2 separate regions of the Drosophila melanogaster genome follow, and region 2 is linked to region 1. A link is a contact called in public Hi-C data. All regions are on one chromosome and are shown on one strand. Each heading gives the region's core, a stretch centred on a gene start, on an enhancer-like site or on the middle of the called end of the contact. The rest is flanking DNA. Distances are from core to core; before and after follow the strand shown. Region 1 holds the start of Ant2 (Adenine nucleotide translocase 2). Region 2 holds the start of Hsc70-3 (Heat shock protein 70 cognate 3).

Region 1 (6,782 bases), core at 2,483-4,982:
TTAATGCTAAAGGGGGTTAATATTGAATGGTTTATGGAAACATCAGCGTTTTGGTTACAATTATTTGTTGTTTGTGTTAGTATGCGTGTTGGCAGTTGCCGGTAAAACTGGTTTTGTGCAAAAAAGGTGAAAAGTTTTATTGGCCGGCTGGTTGCCACGTGGTGGTTTAAATCGATATAAAATAAGTACTGTTGGAAAATTAAGTTCTAACCAGTTAGCTTTGAAAACTAAGTAAAATACATGGCATTACGTGGCATACATAAATACATAAGTGCTTATCTAATTTATGTTATCTAGAGAATATGACATAAATCAATTGCAGTTCTAGTTGGATAGAGCGGCAGTCTACTGGTTTTCATTGAGTAAAGATTGGGGGATTGCATAATTGCCACACCACACAAAAAAAAAGAAAAGAATTGAATTGAAAAAGTTCAATGGAAAAAGCCAATATATATGGGCATTTGAGTGGGTGTGAGCAAGATGGCTATAGAGGCCACGGTTTTTTTTTTTGGCAGTTGGCATTCGCCATTGAAGCGCGTTTTGTTAATTTTAGACTTTCAAGAGCAGCCGCCGCTCTGCGTTAGCCGTGTGGTTTAAATTATATTTTAGCGAAATTAAATCAGCATTTCATTGACAAGGGTTTTATGTAACACACTTGGCAAAGAGAACTGTGCTTTGCCATTGTTTCGTTTCTCTTCTGTTCTCTTTCTTTGAAATAACAACCGTTATCTAATCGTGTTAGACTTTTGATTGGCTGGAAAGAGAGTGAAGCTTTTTCTTCGGCCACAGCCACAGAGAGCCGAGAGCTAAAAGGCTCGTGATGTAATAGCCTCAGCTGGAAAAATTCTACAGTTGCACGTGGAAAGCTTCCACCGAAGGCTGAGCAGTCGTAGTAGTATCCACAATCCAGTGTTAAGTTTATTCTTAATTCATTGTTATTGATTGCATAAGACCACCACCACACACCAGAAAAAAAATTGTTCAATGAATGATTCAAGTTCAACTCTTTTGTTGTTTTACATAACCAGGCAGATTTTCTTTCAATGCTCAGGTTGGATTTGATTTAAAAAAAAAAAATAATAATAAAAGCATTAGGAACCACACGCGTATTTTGTTAAATGGGCTATGGCTCAATTCGATTCGATAATTGATATCCAATTTGTTTGCCATACGTACAATTTGTATTTGTGTTTCTATATCACAGCACAAAACCGAAAAAAATTTATCCTTATTCCTCGGAAGTCAGAAGTCTGAACCGGACGGCAACTGAATTGCTTGTGAAAGTTCCTTTCGCCGAAATCTGCCAGCTAGCCTGCTCTGCCTACGTCGGCGTCGCAGTCGCCGCCATCGTCAAGTTCAGCAACAGATGAGCGTGAGCGAGAGAGGGGGAGAGCGTTCTCTCTCTATATGCATATGCAGAGTATGCGAAATTCGGAGAGAGCCGAAAAAAAACTAGCGGTTGGCAACAGCACGTGTGCGAGCGAGAGAGGGCGAGAGATCGCCGCTTATCAGTGCTGAGAATTCAAGAATTCAATGTCGCCATTCGTTGCATAAGAGGAAGTATTGTACCACACACTTGTACTCATTAGAAAACACTTTTTGTTTCGTTTTGGCCATGACCAAAAATGCATATATGGCCAATTGTTTTTCATTTACCCCTTTCGAGGTTTTCGACGGCGCTTTCTAAACGCTTGCCAAAATGAATGTACGCACAACATTTACATTTGGCAAATAGCCGACAAGTCAGCTGCGAAGCAGACGGATAGTCCCGTTTAGCTAGTTGTTAGCTAGATTTCTAGAAGATTGAATAGTGTACTTCTATTACACCCAAATACATGTCTTCCTTATTCAACAAAATTGGGGTATCTTTGATATTCAGTTTTAAGAACTACTTGGACTGGCTTAGAAAACTTCAATATACAGCAGTGAACAATTTATTCAAATACAAAAACCAAAACTATTATCAATTTTTATAAAAATAAAAGTTGAAAAGAGTTGAAAGGTTTTATTAATTGTTTGTAGCTATTTAATTGCTAAGCTATTAATAACATTTGGCTTTATTTCTAAAGATAGGGTTGGCAGCACTGCTAGCATGTGACTTTGCTTTCTGACGTCCACCTGCCGCTCTCTCCCTCTCTCTCACGCTTCGTCTCTTTCACGCAGGCGGAAGAGGGGCGGCGCTCGAAAAAAAATGCGTGAAGCGATTAGATAAACACTTCTGCTAATACAGTTAATTTATATAACTGTCTACGACACTTTTTCAAGGTCCCGTTATCACAAAAATTACATAAAAAATAAAAGAGAGCTAGTTGCCCATCAAAAAAGAGAGCGTAAAAAATGCAGTTGCAAAGTTACTGCAAAAATGCTTAATTGCCAAAATTAAACGGCAGCGAAGTTATAATTTTTATGGCTCAGTGTGCGATGAATCGGGGTTTTAGGACAGGGCGTGGATCGGCTTGAAAATCACACTGAAAATTTCCGCCGACTGGGCGAGAATTGGAAATGTGATTCGCCAGGGATATGTAATAATAAACACTAATCTCAACCAAGTGCAAAATCGCACTAAAAGGCCACACAAAGGGCTACAATAAACAATAAATCACATGAATACTATACGTACATTAACGATTGACGTCAGAAAGGGTTTAAGGGGTATGGGAATGGAATAATAATAGAAGAAATGAGAACACTGGGGAAACCCGTTTTTTTCGCATGAATTTTTATCTTTAATAAAAGAAAGCAGGTCAGAAAAGAAAGGGAGGCAACCAAAGAGAAATAGTTACATTACTCTTAAGAAATAAAACCAACTCTCTCTCTCTTCTTCACACACACACACCCGATAAGTACTTGCACGCGCAGCTGGTGTCTGGCATGGGAGTGAGCGAGAGGGCGTTAGTGGCACATGGAATTTATTCGCAACTGTGTGTTCATACACACTCATGTGCGACTGGGCGGTAGAACAATCAATTGCCACGCGTTTTACTATAGAATAGCCTGCATTTGGTGTATATAATAATATATTTGTGCAAATGCAGGCCAATTTGATTCTAGAGAAGTGCAATTCTCTTTGAAATATAATCGCAATTCATGTGCAACATTTTTTCGTACAGACGAGCCGGCCTGCCAACTCGTTGCTATTGCATAAGTTGGCAGTTCCAGCGTGGTTGCAAATTGGAAGGAAATAGATGGGAAAAAGATCCAGCGTGGCTTCTTCCATTTTCTTTCTGGGTATTCTAAATGAACTTTGGATTGGGGGTATAAAATACCGAAAAGTTTGCTAATACGCCCAATTTATTACGTGTTTAATTGATGGCAAACACAATTTCGGCACAATTATTTTTCGCAAGGGTTATGTAAGCACTTTTCGGGTATTTTCAAGTCCCATTTCGGGATTTCTTTTCGATGCAGTTAAACCGGAACTGCTTGTCGAACATACAAAAAAAAACGTTAGTTTAAACCAACACCGACACAATAAAAAAATTAGCACATTACATAACTACAGAATCTAGCGCAAGGTGACGTGAATTAATGGGTAAAAAAAAATCAATGGCAGGTACGGGGCACACCGTCTCTTTTCTTGTTAAGCAAAAGAGCCTCGCAAATGTAATAGATATAGAAAATAGCACAATACCTTCAGTTGATAACTTCTCACAAAAGTCACAGAATAAAAACTTCTTTTGCAGAATCAGACGAAGCCGCGTGCTCACTTGGCGAATGAAATTCGTAAAGTGGTGGGGGTCTCGAGGGCCCAGTGACTTGGGGATGAAAGCTGCAAAAATACCGCATATCGATAGTTGCTTTAACTGGTATTTATTCGGCGATCTATCGATATTCAGCTAGATTTCGGTTTTTATTCGTGATATTTTTGTCGGTAACTTTTGCTAGTATAAATAAATATGGCTATTTTTGATGTAATTAAAACCAGTATATTACGTTTTATTATAAAATTAAGGCAAGCGGGGATTGAAGCATCAATATCGATATTTTTTAATACCTTAAAAATATTTTTACATCGACTTTCCCATTATGTTATATTATTTTATATTATATATTATATTATTGCGAGTTCTGAATTACACAAAAGTTAAAGACTATTTTATGTTTTAATAATGGATTCATTACAATTAATCTGCACGCTTCTTTGGGAAATTAACAACGACCTGTACGACCTCCTTTTGCCAAACTATGATAAAAACTAGTTTGAATGTATTGCATTTAACGCGGTTTTTTAATTGCTCTTTTTTTTACAAAAACAAAAGTTTTCTTTTTATATTAAATCAAAGGTTTGTCCAAAATTGGAATATCTCATACCTCGTTGAAATCGTTCCAAATTCCTCATCGAACTGTATTTAAGTCTGGCAACTTTAATTTTTGGCCATTTTTTGCAAATTTGGTTATCGAAAATGAGAAAATCGGTAATTTGTCGAATTTTGATGATGGTACCCCTAATGAAAAATTGCTTAAATTGGTCAAAAAAATTATTCCTGAAACTCGGTTTGAAAGTGTTACAGATTGTTAGCAATGTTAATAAGCAACACAAAACAGTCATCGTTTTAGCTGAGCCACCTTTTTTGGCCAAGTTATTCTGAAAAATGTTTTTCGAAAATATCATATTCTTAATTTTAAAACGTTGTTGAAAAGGATAATCGCAAAACTTGATTCAAAATGCACTTCTTATATACGAAAAATCATTTATTGAGTAAATTTCTTTTCGATTTGTTTTTCACATGTTCACAAAATTGTATTTGAGTTAGTTGTATATCTGGTTTTCTAATATTTTCCTTGGCCTTGGGATACAATTTAGTAAGCTTTTGTGTCTTTTTATTTGCTGTATGTGGGTCTTGTATACGGTAATTTCGTATTGAGCGCTAGCAATATTAACATTTAGTTACACCGAAATGGGGAAAACATCTTACGCAGATTAGTATGTTATGTATACACCTATGTATATCTCTAGTTTTTGAATCAGCACCCTGGGACAGGCCAGAATACTAGGAGTTTTGGGCGTGCTGAGGGGTATGGTAATCAAATGAAGAACCCTTTCTTTTGAATTTCGTTGGTTGGACAGAGGGGTTAATTTAAAGGCAATGGTAAAGGTAAAAGATAAAGGCAAACAAATGCAAAGTACTGGCTAGTAAATACTGGGGCCTCTAAACTATGACGACACATCTAGACATCGAGTCCTATGTCCTTTACGTGGTTATCTAGATTACTTTCGGGTACATATTCCATGGCAGATACAAAACATACACAGAGTGGATATTTGATATATGTATAGTATATTGGTTATCGTGTACCGATTGTGTTAGCGTTTTGCTTGTGGTTAAAAGACAGTTATACAATGTAATTGGGAATATAGTTTTGTTTTCATCCTATTTGTGTGATTTATTCGTTCGCTTTTTTTTTGTTTATTTTTTTTTTTTGTGGTTTGTTTTTGTTTTTATTTAATTTTTTCTTGTATAGGAAACAACAAAAATGGACGCAAAATGATTGTTATAGTAGTATTCATGTTTACCCATCTTGCTTTTACGTTTAGTTAACTATATAGGAATATGCAAAACGTACACTTAATATATTTTTTTTGGTTTTGTTTTACGATTTTGTTACTATGTTCCTTATCGATCTGATACTATATAAATGCAGCTCTAAAACTTGTATTCTTTGACATTGTTCTGTTCCATCTGTCTTTCTTTTTATTAACTATCTTTCGATCTGGCGGCATCTTGCATTTGTATATCTCTTACGCTTTTCAAATACATTTAATAACATTTCTATAGAAATATTCAAAGCTGAGGTAGTTAATTCATTCATTTATTCTTTATTTTAGTTTACGTTAGGTTATGTTAGTTTAGTGTACTCCATATATATGATCGGTGTTGTTAGTTAGGTATACATCTATGTATGTACTCACACGCTATTTGAATTTATCTGACGACTTTAGCTCTTCTCAAATTCACATTAAATTAATAATTTAGACAACTGTTTGAATAGGGGGTTACGGATCATTAATATATGTATGTCTGGGTACAGGGACAACATCGAAAGCCTCTCGAAACGATCGGGATTATAGGATTTCGGAATCGAAGCCGATTTGGAAAGGAGAGAGGAAAACCAGTTACTGAAAATCAAAAATACTGAACTACAACGAAAATAAAAACAACCAAGGAACGAATTATTTTTGTTTTTTTTTTTGTGTTTTTAATAATATTTTACTCTTTTTTTGTTATATTTATAATATTTATAGATATTTTAGCTCTGTAATGTAGATACAATGTACAGTGTAGATACATCTGGTGTCGTCACATCATCCTCATGTAGATTATGTGTAGATTAAATGAACTTAACAGTAAAATGTAGACGACGCAAAAAAAAGCTCTAAACTAATTTAGGTAAAGATAAGGATAAATTTAAAAATAATTAATGTAAAAATAGTGGTATTTTTTTGTAAGTTTTCATCTTTAATTTTATGTTTTTTTTTGTTTTAAGCTTTAGTATATTATGTGTAAAGTGGTTTCTATATAGTTTGCTCGCCGTTCAAAAATTGAAAAAATGATGTGTGCAGGTTAGGGTTCTGGTGAAAGGGGGGGGGGGACTGCTTAAGGTCCCATGAGGGGAGTTGGGTGCCCAGCGGATGGTTTTAATTATAAACTACTATCACACAGGCAAACCAGGCGCTGGAGAAGTGAGAAGGGGGGAGGTCTGATTAAATGGAATTGATTGGGTGGCTGGATGTGGGGTTCGGATTTGGAGGGACTATGGGGACATAGGAATATGGAAGTGGA
Region 2 (6,782 bases), core at 2,912-5,411, 1.0 Mb after region 1:
CGGATCATGCGATCGATATCCTCGGGCGTCAGGCGGTTCTGGTCGTTGGTGATGACGATCTTTTCCTTGTTACCGGTACCCTTGTCCTCGGCACTGACCTGCAGGATGCCGTTGGCGTCGATCTCGAACGAAACCTCAATCTGGGGAATGCCACGGGGTGCTGGTGGGATGCCAGTCAGATCGAACTTGCCCAACAGATGGTTGTCCTTGGTCATGGGACGCTCGCCCTCGTACACCTGGATGGTGACGGTGTGCTGGTTATCGGAGGCAGTGGAGAACACCTGCGACTTCTTGGTGGGGATGACGGTGTTGCGGGGAATCAGCTTGGTCATCACACCGCCGACGGTCTCAATACCCATGGTCAGTGGGTTCACATCGAGCAGGACAATAGCATCGGTATCTTGTTCGCCAGAGAGCACGCCAGCCTGCACAGCAGCACCGTAGGCCACAGCCTCATCGGGATTGATGCCTCGGGATGGTTCCTTGCCGCCGAAGAAGTCCTTGACCAGCTGCTGCACCTTGGGGATACGAGTGGAGCCACCGACCAGCACAATCTCGTGCACGTCCTTCTTGTTCATGTCAGCATCCTCGAGCACCTTCTGCACTGGCTTCAGGGTGGAACGGAATAGATCCAGGTTGAGCTCCTCGAACTTGGCACGGGTCAGGGTCTCGGAGAAGTCATCGCCCTCGAAGAAGGATTCAATTTCGATGCGCACCTGGTGGGAACCAGACAGGGCACGCTTGGCCTTCTCAACCTCACGACGCAGCTTCTGAACAGCGCGGTTGTCCTTGCGAATGTCCTTGCCCTTCTTCTTCTTGTACAGCTTGATGAAGTGATCCATCACACGCTGATCGAAGTCCTCACCTCCCAAATGAGTATCACCGTTGGTGGCCACCACCTCGAACACTCCGTTATCGATGGTCAGCAGGGAGACATCGAAGGTGCCGCCGCCCAAATCGAACACAAGCACGTTCTTCTCCCCCTCCTTCTTGTCCAGACCGTAGGCAATAGCCGCAGCAGTGGGTTCGTTGATGATGCGCATCACCTGCAGACCGGCAATAACACCAGCATCCTTGGTGGCCTGACGCTGGGCATCGTTGAAGTAGGCTGGCACGGTAACGACGGCATGGGTGACCTTCTTGCCCAGATAAGCTTCAGCGGTTTCCTTCATCTTGCCCAGAACCATGGCGGAGATCTCCTCGGGTGCGAACACCTTGGCGCCCTGTGACGTGTCCACGCTGATGTGGGGCTTCGAGTTCTTCTCGACAACCTTGAATGGGAAGAACTTGATGTCGTGTTGCACATTGGTGTCGGACCATTCGCGACCGATCAGACGCTTGGCATCGAAGACCGTGTTCTCGGGATTGGTGGTCAACTGATTCTTGGCGGCATCTCCAATGAGACGCTCACCGTCAGCGGTGAAAGCGACGTAGGAGGGAGTGATGCGGTTACCCTGATCGTTGGCGATGATCTCAACGCGTCCGTTCTTGTACACACCAACGCTGTAAGAGAATTTGGGTAAGAAATATTTAGATTAATAACGAATCGTAAATGAAAGCAGTGGTAGAGATACCTATCTACAAGTTGAGTACTGATAAACTTGAATTTGAGGCGCTTAACTACAGCAAAAATTTCTTATTATAATGCGCACGTGGAAGTGTGTCAGCTAAAATTACAAGTATGGGAGTATAGATAAAGTCACCTATTTTTTAAGAAGTAAAATCTTATACATTCTTTTTACGTTATTTTAAGGTCAAATCTACTTTACAAATATTTTGTTATAAATGTGATCAATTTGAAATGTACACGTCTAAAGCATAAAAACTTGGTATTACGAAAATCAACAGTAGAATTTATGACCACTGTATACTTTATGATCAAGATATCTCAAGTAAGCATTAATGGGTTTTAGAGCCGAAGGACGAGCATATCTAACTTACCAGGAATACGTGGTGCCCAAATCAATGCCGATCACTGTGCCCAGCTCCTTGTCCTTTTCCTTCTTCTCCTCGCCCAGCGAGAGGCCAACGAAGGCCACGACGGCCAGTAATATGCATAACTTCATATTGAAGATCTCTCAGGAAAACTGCAAATAAGAAAGGGATTGCGTTAATTTTCGCCCAATTATTTCAACCTCGGCTTTTTGTACACGTCAACACAATCACACACACGCAAACATAAATGGCCAGTGTTCTTTTTGGCTCTCGCTCTCCCTCTGCGAGAGAACCAGTACTGATGACGTCGGCCAGATTGTCAACTGTTAACATGTACCGTTAGCTGTGCCACTTTGGCAACATTATTATTTTAAACACGATTCTACCAGATTCAGTACCTTATAAATCTTACTAGTAGTCAAGATCGGATAAAGAACACGTCTACTCCAATGGCTAACTGCCCGGCAACTGCTAAGCGGTGCGCTCATCTCCGTTCTGCTGACATTGACCGACGCCGACGTCGCCGGAAAGCGAGAGAGAGAGAGCAGCGAAATTTGTATACGTGTAACATTTTTCTGGTTCTTTCTTTGCTGCTGCCGGTGAGAGAGCGGCCAAATAACTGGTTTAATTCTTTTCGTTATTTCACGCACCGCAAGAAAGTCCCCCTCCCAACGCACAATTCCAGAAGGAAAGCTGGATTTGCACAGCTGTTTGTGGCTTAACCACTTAGGTATTTTATTCTTTTTTCTATGCCACACTGACGTGTACTTTGCGACCATCGGAGAGAGACACACAGAGAGAGCAAAGCGAGTGCTTATAAATCAGCCAAATAAATGACGTGTACCAAGCGGATTGAACGCAGACAAACGCACACAGATAGGCCTACTCCCACTCACACAGACGGCAAAATGCGCAGGCGCTTCGCGGTCTTTTAAAAAAAAGAAGTAAATGTAAGCAAAATTAACCGTAAATTACTGTAAAAGGAAAACAAGAACTTCACCTAAATGCAAGCTTAGGCTGTAAGAAACTAATACGAAGAAGAAGACAAAGTTCATTCACCGAACTTGTCACTTGTCACGACCACCACGTCATTGGTTGGCCTTTATTGGTTTCAACTATAAAGGAAACTAATTTCATACGTTTCTATTTCTTTAAGGGCACGTGCGGGCAAACTTTTTGTAGCAGACCTCTTTTACTTTTGCCAATATGGCGACTGTAAAATTGCAGTGTATTGGTGTCCCTCTTTGCCGTCCGTTCCTTTACACGAATATTCTAGCAGTGCAAGTGCACTTTCCAGCTATTTGTGCTAACGTCCAGCTCGTATTTAAGCCTTTTCTTTGAACTAACACTTACACTTATCGCTGAGCGGTTAATAATTTCAAATTGGTTTCGATTTAATGTGCTTTCTCGACGCTTCAAAGTGAACTGACAGAGCAGTAGAATATGTGGCTGCTGCTTATCTGACGTTTTTGCCGGCGCTTTCTACGTACGCACACAGTCATACGCTGCGGCACACACACACACGTGCAACTCTGGGGCCAAAAAGACACGTCAGTGGTAGATCAGTGTTGGAAAGCACGCGATTGTTCGGCCGACGAATAACCGCTTTTCAAAAATATATAATTATTTCTACACACAATATTTCGCGTTGTCCTTATCAATATCAGGTAGTAAATAGTATTTTACAGTTACCAATGGGTCTGTCAAGCAATCGTTTTGATTCTTTTATAATGTTGCCTCAATTTTGTTTCAAAATAAACAATAATATAATATAAGAAATGCTATAACGCAATTCAAGCCACTGAATTCCTTGCAACACATATTTATAAAAAAAAATAGATATATTTAAATATACACTTTATGCTGGTTCTTTTGGTCCAAAGTAAATTTGATAAATATTTTCCTGTTTCTTAGATGTTAATACCAACAGCATACACTCATATCAACTTTCAATATAATTTTCTTTTTGTATACTTACATTTTCTAACTAAAACTATTAAAAAAAAATTCACTTATTTAGGTAATTGTCACTTTTTGTCACAGAAGTATTAGTCTTTGTTGTTTTTTGGCTTGGTTTTAATTGATCTAATGGGAATGTAACGATTTCTTGTTTATATTTGCGGTCACAGCGCGTTACAATGTTCTTGGGGTAATAATTTGTATTTAATAAATCGCGTTTCTCTTTTGCTGTGCTGTTATTCCTTGTACTTTTGTTTTGAAACTGATTTTCACTCTCTGTTTTCCGGCTATTTATTGCTCTTTGCTCTCACCTACCACTGACGTGTCGATGAGTTTAGTTTTCTAGAAACATCGATACACATCTGGCAATCGAATAAGTCGAATAAATATTTCGTTAGACTAAAATGTCTAATTAATAAAGGTATTAAGAAGATATAATTAAAAATAAAAATAATATATTACAGGATTATATGATTGCAACTATTTCTGCTATACGGTTTACAATCATTTTAATAATAGTTTTTTAAGATTTAACTTCTTTTATATATTCATTTTATTCAATATAATTTTAATCGATAACTATCTTAAGGTGTTACATCTCTAGCACTGACGTGTCGCAGGCGTAGCTGTTCCGCCCACTGGAGGCCAACTCTCGCTCTCGCTCTCTCCCAGAGCTTTTCACTATTTGTTTACCCAAACATTTTCGGAGCGGAGAGAGTACGATGTTTGGCCTTCTTCTTTTTCTTTTTATGGTGTTTGGTTTGTCTGATGCAAATATGCGTTCCCCTTAAGTAAAGCCGCAACGAGCACTGACGTGTACATTGCCCCAGGTTAACCGTTATGCTTCCAGCTGAATCTGGATGTTTGCCGTTACTTTAAGTGGGGCGTAATTATTGACAACTTCCCAAAACTATTTTTAGACTTTGTAATTGTTCATTCCGATACTTGAAGTTATAAATATATGCTTTTGGGTTCTTATTATTATAAGCATATAATTACATTCGAAATTTAAATTTAAGCTTATATGCAGCTGTTTTTAATACTATGACAACCGGAAATGGTACTGCAATATTTACATGTAAATTCGAAAGAAAAACTAACTGCTTATCCATAGTTTTGAGTGGTAAACGAATGGAGTTTAATAAAGACATAGAATCAAATTTTTTTTCAAACTTACCTCTTTCATATATAAATGTTATTTATATTTTATATTATTAAAAATGTCTAGTATTTTATATATGTATGTATATATTGCTATTTCGAATTCCATATAGCAACTCTAGACTTTTTTAGCACTTCCCAGAATTTTTATTAATAATATTTACATATATGAAAAATAAAATTTAAAAGCGTATTTAAACAATACGCTCAAATGATGATTCAAAAATGTTTCAAGAATATCATGACTAATATTTGGGGGGATAAAAAATGATATATTTTCCGAAAAAGTCGAAAATACCACGTTTATCTGGCAATTTCCAGGCATTTCGTCGATCTTCATTTGAAATGATAATTTCCATAAATTAAACGACTACCGATAAGAACAGGCAAACAGTCTATATATGTAGCATATTTATAGCGAGTTCTTGACTTATCAGTCCGCATCCGCCCGAGAATGAAAAACACCCACTTTTTAGTTTTCTTTTTTTTTTTTTTGTCGATTTTTGTAATGACACTCATTCAATATCAATATATTTTCATAACAATACATAATAGCATGTAATAATCTTTTTATCATCTCCCCGCTCAGCGCCCCGTCGATATCGTACCGTACTTTACATTATAAAAGTAGACGTTGACCAAAATTCTGGTTTGGAATCCAGCCAAATTATGTAGTTTTCTTTCTGTCGCAGATTGTGTGCAGGAAAAACTATGGACAGGTTGTATTCTAAGCAACACATTCAATAATCTCTATTCGATAATTTCCATATCTATTAAAAAAATTATTATAAAAAAAAGAATTGATGATACAATCTAGGTTCTTTATGGCGAATTTGCTATAATTGGATTATTGATAATGCAAATAATGGTCGACGTGGTCGAAGAATGGGCCACATCATCTGCTCTCCACAATATTTAAAGCTTAACGACATATAAACATCAATTGCTTTACAATGCTGTCGTGTTTTTGTTTTTTTTGGTCAAATGTGTTTGTGGCTATTTGTGAAAAGTGAAATAAAATCGCTAAGTTTTTTATGCGTATATACATACATACATATATATATATATATATATATGTATGTATATAAAAAGTCGGAGCATAAAGAAAAGCACATCGAAAAACGATTAATAGTTAATAGTTTGTATAAGAGTATAGTTACAGTTTTCTTCTTTCTTTTGGGCAATAGAGTGCACAAAAATGGTTTGTTTTCTTCGTATATAATATATAAAGTTGCTTTGAATTGAATTTGTATGCTTGGTTTTCCATCGCGAGTTGCTGAAACACTTGAGTTGCATAGATCCGTTTTGAGTGTGTTCTTGGTTTTTGTTTCTTCCTTTTTTTTTGTTTTTTTTTATTGGTTTTTGGTTACCATTTTGTGAGAGTTTTTTTTGGTCCGAAACTGCGACACGAAGTGATTTATTCTATGGATACAGCATGCTGACTACACTGCATCTTTGCGATCTTAGAATCGCCACGCCTGCTAGTTAACAATATCAACAAAGGGCAAGCAGCTGGTGTTACTGAAAGAGTGTGGGAACAATGAAGCAATCTGTGGATAAAACCTGGCGCCAGTTGGCCTCAATTATTTACAACAGACACCTAACAACTGCTTACTTTAAAAGTAATGCCGAAATGTTAATGAAACATGGAAGCTTTTCGAATTCAATGTAGTATTTTGCGAACCATATCATGTGAGAAAGGCCAACTGGCTTGGAATTATCCAAAG

The links. Hi-C and Micro-C count contacts between places; a contact is called where the count stands out from the background.
Region 2: a Hi-C map of the Kc167 cell line shows a contact between it and region 1, with 1.9 times the contacts expected there. The contact joins the promoter of Hsc70-3 here to the promoter of Ant2 in region 1. A contact is called at or near these places in 4 of 107 Hi-C or Micro-C datasets (the Kc167 cell line, embryo and eye imaginal disc).

The regions. Positions count from the first base shown.
Region 1 is chrX:10,783,175-10,789,956 of dm6, forward strand. It overlaps Ant2 (Adenine nucleotide translocase 2), which reads right to left and starts at 3,733. Exons shown (of 4, transcript NM_176725.3): 1 at 3,632-3,733. sesB (stress-sensitive B) reads right to left here and starts at 3,784. Exons shown (of 4, transcript NM_001298161.1): 1 at 3,632-3,784. It overlaps Imp (IGF-II mRNA-binding protein), which reads right to left. Exons shown (of 7, transcript NM_167253.3): 7 at 4,695-6,782.
Region 2 is chrX:11,802,956-11,809,737 of dm6, forward strand. Hsc70-3 (Heat shock protein 70 cognate 3) reads right to left here and starts at 4,162. Exons shown (of 3, transcript NM_078577.3): 1 at 3,914-4,162; 2 at 1,942-2,087; 3 at 1-1,503. The coding sequence starts at 2,066. It overlaps CG1578, which reads right to left. Exons shown (of 8, transcript NM_001298212.1): 8 at 5,551-6,782.